Regions from separate parts of the Mus musculus genome. Here region 1 is linked to region 2. A link is a contact called in public Hi-C data. All regions are on one chromosome and are shown on one strand. The core of a region is the stretch at or near the end of the contact, and the rest is flanking DNA. Distances in the headings are between cores, read along the strand shown.

What was found. A called contact is a pair of places that touch in the nucleus more often than the background predicts.
Region 1: a contact with region 2 is called in a Hi-C map of uterus, with 3 times the contacts expected there. The contact joins the enhancer-like site here to the promoter of Fndc10 in region 2. A contact is called at or near these places in 1 of 39 promoter capture datasets (second pharyngeal arch cranial neural crest), 12 of 484 Hi-C or Micro-C datasets (B cells, the C10 cell line, the G1E-ER4 cell line and 7 more) and 3 of 115 datasets of contacts at active chromatin or transcription factors (the HPC-7 cell line, embryonic stem cells and memory CD8 T cells).

What each region holds. Positions count from the first base shown.
Region 1 is chr4:155,306,119-155,309,965 of GRCm38.p6, forward strand. The region is part of intron 4 of Prkcz (protein kinase C, zeta); the gene reads right to left. Among named protein-coding and RNA genes, the nearest start is that of Prkcz, 53 kb to the right of the region's middle. Within about 2 kb of position 2,178, at least 100 of the 459 cell types and tissues checked have an H3K27ac peak or open chromatin away from gene starts, as enhancers often do. A contact at or near this core is called in the HL-1 cell line, the HPC-7 cell line, the N1E-115 cell line and 2 more, where this site is marked.
Region 2 is chr4:155,692,286-155,696,148 of GRCm38.p6, forward strand. It overlaps Fndc10 (fibronectin type III domain containing 10), which reads left to right and starts at 2,057. Exons shown (of 1, transcript NM_178699.4): 1 at 2,057-3,863. The coding sequence starts at 2,216. The coding sequence ends at 2,887.

The DNA of each region.
Region 1 (3,847 bases), core at 928-3,427, 390 kb before region 2:
CTGAGGACCAAAGAGGGTCCACGGAGCATAGGACAACACAAAAGAGGATGTAGAAAAACATGCAGGAAAGAGACAGCCAAATGTCCTGGGGTCAGGGGTTCCCCAGGTTAGAATGGACACTGGCACTTCTAAGGCTTAGGGTCACGATGGTTTTGCCAGGATTCTGTTTCTCTTTCTCCAACACAAACACACACACACACACACACACACACACACACACGCTTATCCCAGGATTTCAGATGCCGTACAGTTATGGCATGATTGTGTCCCAGTTCTTCCTTTGCCACACTTCAGGGCGTTTCATTCAGCCTTAAGTCTGTAACACAGACACCATCCCAGGAGTCGGGGTGGGGGGTGGGGTGGGGCAGCAGTGAGGGTGGAAGGTAGGAAGGCCGGGGTAGGGTAGGACGACGCCATCTGAGTGTGCGCTCACCTCCTGCCCTTAGGGACTTTCCCATCCCATCTCAAACTTCCTGCTTCTCAACACTGATCCATCTTCCAGATGAAAGTAAGGCTTACACATGTCATGCTTTCGAAGGTAAATGAAGAATAACAGGGAAATCATAGAAACAGGCCTGGGTAGAGAGGTACGGGAACTGCAACCGTGGGAAGCTATGGCCGCGTGGGAGACGGGCTGTTTGTGAGCAAGGGGAGCAGGCAAGGTTCCCACGTGGGTTTTCCACCCTTTCAGCTGCCCCGTTCTGTGCCCTGGGTGTGTCCCTCTGCAACCACAACACACCAGAGGATGTAGAAAAACATGCAGCAAAGAGACAGCCAAACAGAGGAGAAGCCCCAGTCCCCTTGTCTGCAGGGGGCATCCTTGGTGCATCAGAGATGTGTGAGAAGCTCACACACTGCTGCTGCTCAGAGGAAGACGGGGGTGGGGGTGGGGTAGGGGGAAAACTGGCCATGAGACAGTGTCCCTGGTGCGATGCATGAGCCTCAGTGGGGATTCACCCAGGTCACGCCGGCCAACCGTAGTAAAGGGACCCAGATACCGGTGTGAGGAGGAAGATAAGATGTGAAGCCAGGCGTGGTGGCTCACACCCACGACCCCGACACTTCATTAGCTGAGACAGGAGGACTGCCACCAGTCCAAGGTCAGCCTGGCCTGCATAGCAAGACTTCATCTAAAACAAACCAAAACAGAGGAAGAGAGGGAAACAGAAACAGGGGGAACGGCATGCACAGAATACACTATGCACGTGTTTGAAAGCGTTGTAGTGAAGTCCATTACTATGTACAACTGATATGTGCTATGGAAAACATTCAAAAGGCTAAGAAACAAACTGAACCCGGGCTGGTCAGTTCCTATTGGGAGTCAGACTTCTAGCCTCAACTTCCTTTTTGGGCAGAACACAGGAAAGAGGCCCCTTCCTGGGAGTGTGTGCTTACTGTCTATTCCATGGGCACAGGTCCTGGTAGTCCCACCTACTCCAGCCTTGAGATTGTTCATTTAATACCTATACTAAGCAACAGAAATGTATTCTAGTGATATCAGTGACAAGAGAGAGACAGAGACAGAGAGACAGGGAGAGACAGAGAGAGACAGAGAGACAAGGAGAGAGAGACAGGCAGACAGACAGACACACTCTGACTGCTGGTTAGGCTGTGGTGGGTCACCTTGGATGCTCACACACTGAGTGGGACCAAAAGGAGGCAGGGTAAGTCTGGGTCACCTTGTGGCTACTGCTCATGGCCAGCTACAACCACCACCCATCAGTGCCATCTGCATCTATCCATCACAACACCGAAACGTCATCAGTACCCTCACTCCTGGGTTCAACGGCCGTGTCACACACGAAAATCTGTGAGGTACTTTGTGTCACAGGGAAAAGGACAAGGGGCTTGGAGCTTGTTTCTCAGGTGCCTGGTGAGCACATACAGGACCCGTGACCTCTGATGGAAACCAGGCACTGAGGTTCCTGGGTCTCAGGTGGGCAGGAAGATACCAGATCCTCCCCAGCAGCCAGACACGGCAGACAGGCTCTGTGAAGTACTACAGTGAAGCCTACGGGAAGCTGTGCTGCCATCTGGGGGAGCGGTGAAATAAATCCCACAACAGCTGCTCCGTGGTTCCCAGGGAAGGAAAGAGAAAGACTCACACTGGTGTGAGGCAGGGGCAGCTCTTTCCGGAGGGAAAACTGTCCACGTGGACAGCGATGCTCTGGCTGGATCTCGGGGGCCCTCTGCTGGATGAAACGCCTTAACAGGGTTTCTGAAGGTGCCCGGACAAACCTCACACAGTCTCTCTCTCTGCCCGTGCCTGAGCCTCTCACAGAGAACAGGATCAGAAGGCAGGCAGGCAGAGGAGGACTAAGGGACCTGACAGCTTGCTATGTAACAGTGGCCACACAGGTTCTGGGGATGCATAAACTTGATGCTATCCCTTTATCTACCAGAAACAGACAGGGCTGTGGAAGAGGGGCTGCCTATGGGTCCCAGGAGCCCCAGGAACCCTAGGAGACCAAGAATCCTTTCCTGACCAGTAAACATTAAGAAGAATGGCCCTGGGAGACCTGGAAAAAGTCCAGCACATGCCAACCATTGCACTAGTTGATGCAAAGACTCAAGTACACTATGATACAAATTGAGAGGGCCAGCTGGAAGGTTGACCAGTAGTTTTCTTTTTATTGATTTAATGGGAAGACATCAACTTCCAAGTAATTCAGTTGCCATGGACTCGTGCTAAGTACGGCTCCTGTCGATGGAGGAAACGCGCACACAGCAAGTGGATCACTGCCCACCTCCCCCACGGTCAGTGGACTGGATTAAGTCCTTAGATCTGAGGGCCAAGGCTAGAGCTCAGGAGCTAGAATCTGCAGGACTCGACGAAGCCAGCAATGGACAGAACACAGGGCACAGAGGCTACTATCGAGAGCTCGATTGGAGGCATGCTATGAATGTAACTTGCTGTGGAGAACCACGGAAGGGAAACGTGTGGCTTCTACCAGTCTAAGCCTCCAGCCAAGGGTGAGTGAGGAAAGCTGGAGAAACCAAAGCCACACTGGAGGAAAGTGACCGTGGGGGCAGGCTGGGCCTTCCTGATTCTTTAGGGCCTATATGGAAAACATGGGCTGGGGCTCAGTGCTTGGATATCTGACTGGAGACAGGAACAGCAGCTCAGGTAACTAAGACAAGAGATGGATGTAGAGATCTGTCTCTACCATGTGGGCACCAAAGGCCGCTTTCTTCCACAACAGACACTCTTCCTCAGATAGCTCCAGAGGCTACCTGGAGCTGGGTTGAGTTCAGGTGAGGCCTGTCCCTGGCTTGGGGATGACTGCACCTATGTCCTTCATAGTGGGGTGTTAGATGAGCACAGCCTCTCAAGGTCTCTCTTGGTAGGGACGCCAACCTCCTTACATTACCCACATCACCTCCAAAGCCTCATGACCTCTCTCTCTGAAGATACTGTAGGTTGAAATATGTTTGGCACACCTGACTCAGCAAACTCAGGTAGGGATTCAAAGCTGGGTGAGAAAAGGCTGCATAACGGGAGCCTAAACTGAACTGGAAACGCACACTGCACAAACAAAGCCCGGATAACTACTTGTCAGCAAATCTGCGGTTTTGGAAAAAAAAAAAATCACTAACAAGGGTATTTCAGGCAGAGGGAAAATTGTCACAGCTAGGCGAGGTGAGACGGAGCACGCTGGAGGGGCTGTGGGGGCGCATAGGTGCAGTCCATGGGAGGTTATGGAAAGATTATGTGAAAATACTGTGGTGTCTCATACATGGGACCTGAGCACCTGCAGATTTGGATGTCCGGGTGGTGGGAGTTAGAGAAAAATCCCCAAAATAAACTATATAGACAGTAGGTGGAGGGGAGCTAGAAAAAAAATCC
Region 2 (3,863 bases), core at 807-3,306:
CTAGGACAAATTTGAAGCATGGGTGAAGTCAGACCTAGGGCAGGGCTATGGCTAGTGTGTTTTCAACTCAGATCACTGTTCAACAGGGTCCCTGTGAATAGACACCATGACTGCAGCAACCTTTATAAAAGAAAGCATTTAATTGGGGCTTGCTTACAGATCCAGAAGTTCAGTCCATTATCATCTTGGTGGGACGCATGGTGGCAACACAGGCCGATGTGGTGCTGGAGAGACAATTGAGAGTACCACATCTAGATCAGGCTTAGAGAGAACACTGGGACTGGCTTGGGCTTTTGAAACTTTAGAGCCCACCTCTAGTGGCACACTTCCTTCAGCAAGGCCACACCCACTCCAACAAGGCCACACCCACTCCAACAAGGCCACACCCACTCCAACAAGGCCACACCTCCTAGTAGTAAGATTGAGCATCTAGCTGTCTTCCATCCAAAGATACCACATTATGTTGTCTTGCCCATTTTCCGTACCAATATTTCCAACTAATACCTGCAAGCCAACTGAAAGAAGGTCTGGATAATTCTGGACATGACCTACAGGAATTTCTGGGCACATTTACAATGATGAGTCTGCACTCTGCCCAGTTTAAGGGAAAGGTAGGAATAGGGTGGGGGCAGGAAGTATATCTCTTGAAACCCCTGCCCTCCACTGAGGACGGAGATCTTATTAGACTCTACAAATTGGAGAGGCTTGGTGTCGTGATTGGATCCTTCCAAGTTAGTCATGAGGTGCACAATGGCTGCATAGAGGCTTCTGATACTGAACTCAGGCTCAGTTACCGCTTGGGGTTTTCAGGATGACTAGGATAAGGGCTGTAGGTGTGTGGAAACACCATAGTCTACAGACACAGGAGGTAGGACCTAGAGAACACTGCAGCCCGCACACCCTCCGTTTCCTTTCCTGGCTAAGGTCACCTCAAAGGACAGTACGTACAGTAGGGTGAGACCACACTCGCCTCCCTTTTCAGTGCACCGTTGATCCTTAGCAGCAGAGCTTTTAGGCACTAGCTGGTTCTGGCTGCACCCCCTACTTAGCGCAGGCAGGGCAGGCAGGGCAGTCTCTTCAGGTGTCCTTTGGCCCTGACTCTGTTTGGTGACCGTGCAGGGGTGAGAATTCAGTGGTTCTGCCCGTCCCCCTGTGTCTCCTTGCTTGGTTGTTTTGTGTTTTTTGAGACTAGTCTCAAGTAGTCAAGGAGACCTTTGATCTTGCTGATTTAGGGCACCATAACTGGCTTGGTTTGATTTTATTTTATTTTTTTGTTTTCATTTTGAGGGTCTCACTAAATTGCCCAGGTTGACCCCAAACTCATTTGGTAGCCCAGGTAGGCTATTCTCTTTTCCCACTTCTTTAGAGATGTATTTATTTTACGTATATAAGTGCTCTCTCTATACATATATATAAGTGTGTGCACCTGTGTGCCATCAGATCCCATTATAGATGGTTGTGAGCCACCATGTGGTTGCTGGGAATTTAATCCACAACTTCAGGAAGAGCAGCCAGTGCTCTTAACCACTGGGCCATCTCTCCTGCCCGGGTGGGCTAGTTCTTAAGTAGCTTGGATTCTATCGGCCTGACTCGGGGTGGCTTTTTGTGGGGTCGTTTTCATTGTCTGGTCCTGAGCCTCTTCAAGAGCCAATGACGAGAAGGAACAATGAGATAGAGGAGATCTGCCTGCAACATCTCTTCAGGAGTGCAGAATAATCAATTTTCACCAAGTCAAAACCTTGGCCTCAGATTTTCCTCCCTAGTGGATGCCATCTACTCCAAAGATCCAGGATCTCAGAGTGAAGTTACATTTCAGTCCCTTTGTCCATCCTCTTGGTCAGAGCGGGCAGGACGCTCTCGGTGGCCACGAGGGGCCAGCACCGGATAGAGGGACCGTCCGGAGTTCTCATCAATTGTGGCAAGGGCCTGTCCCAGGACCACCGTTCAACACCCGCCTGTGCTAGGTAGACTTTCTCATGCCCGTGGGACGCGGCCCAGAGAGGGTTAAGGGGGCGGGACGTGGGGCAGCCCCGCCTTTGCCGCTGGGTCCGAGCGCGCACCGGGCCTGGGCGTGAAGCGGGTCGGAGCGGGTGGCGGCGGAGGGCGCTGCGTGGGGGGAGCGCGGCAGCGGCTGCGGCGGCGCGGCCCGCGTGACCCTCCGCCGCGCCCCGTGCGCTCGCGAGCCCGCGCCCCGCCGCGCCGGCCTAGCCGCAGGATGCGCGCTCCGCCGCTGCTGCTGCTGCTGGCTGCATGCGCGCCACCGTCAGGCGCCGCTGTGGACCCGACGCCGCCGGGCTGGGAGCCGGCCCCCGACGCGCCCTGGTGCCCCTACAAGGTGCTGTCCGAGGGCCCAGAGACGGGCGGTGGGCGCCTGTGCTTTCGCAGCCCCGTTCGGGGTTTCCGCTGCCAGACGCCGGGCTGCGAAACGTTGGCCTCGGCGGGTGGCTCGCTGCGCGCCCACGTCCTGCGCAATCGCAGCGTGCTGCTGCAGTGGCGCCTGGCTCCTGCAGAGGCGCGCCGCGTGCGCGTCTTCGCGCTAAACTGCTCGTGGCGTGGCACCTATACGCGCTTCCCTTGCGATCGCGTGCTTTTGGGTGCCTCTTGCCGCGACTACCTGCTACCGGACGTGCACGACAGCGTGCGCTACCGCTTGTGCCTGCAGCAGCTGCCGCTGCGCGCCGAGGTCGCCGTCGTCCCGCCAGAGCTGGCCGAGTGCGTGGAGTTCACCGCCGAACCGGCAGCTATGCAGGAGATCGTGGTGGCCATGACGGCGGTAGGCGGCTCCATCTGTGTCATGCTGGTGGTCATCTGCCTGCTGGTGGCCTACATCACCGAGAACCTCATGCACCCGACCTTCCGGCGACCCAGTCTGCGCAGGCAGCCCTGAAGCGCAAGGCGACCCGCCCACCTGGGTTCCATCTGCCAAGTGCGCTGAGACCCTAAGGCCCTCTCTCTGCTTTTCTCTCATTCCCTCTCCCTCTTTAGGATCCCCATGGAGGGCCTAATGGAAACTAGCCCATGCAGGGACCTTGGCATCATCCCACGACCTTGCCAGCCCCAGATGGGTATCTGCCTTCCAGACTCAGGCCTCAGACTGGCCCATAGGCCTGGGCTAGAGTGTCAATGGCAGCCAGGGGTCTTCTCCATCTCCAGAGGCCTTTATAGAGCCGGCCAGAATATACATTCCCTTCTGGCAAAAACCACTGGCACCCAGGATCATGAACCTGAACTTTCATCCTGTGCCAGGTTGTCAAAGCTTGGCCGTGATTGTTGCTTGGTCACTTTGTACTTTGCAGATTGGGAGGAGTGACCTCTGGAGCCTGTACCCACCCCACCTTACCCCAGTGGGCTTAGGTTAGCTTTGTGCCTTAGTATCTCTGACCCACTGCAGGAGCCACCCATCATCCCTCAGCTGTCCATGGGGACTGTGGCCCTGTGGCTGTCTGGCTTATGCATGCTTCAGGTCAGAGTCCCATTGAGGACACACCATCTTTGAGACTTCCAGGAGCCTGGGGCAAGGGTTCACAGGCCCTGTTTTGTCTTCCTTTGTGGGTGTCCGAGAAGCCAAGAGCCATGATGTAGCTCAGCAGGCTGGGCCCAGTGTCCAGCTGCTGCACCCAGGGGTGAGTGTCCTCCACCTCAGGAGGCTGGGGATTCACCCTTTCCTCTTGCTTGTACTGCCTTGATTAGGATTTTTTTCCAGGGTGGGGTGGGGGTTGGGAAGACGGGACGCTGAGGGACCCTGAGGGGCTGAAGGAAAGCTGCCAGCCTTGCCCCGCCAAACCTTTAACTGTGCTCTGGGTCCCAAGCCTAGAAACCTCAGTGGCCACAGTGCTACTTTACGAGCCCAGGTCTTCTCACAC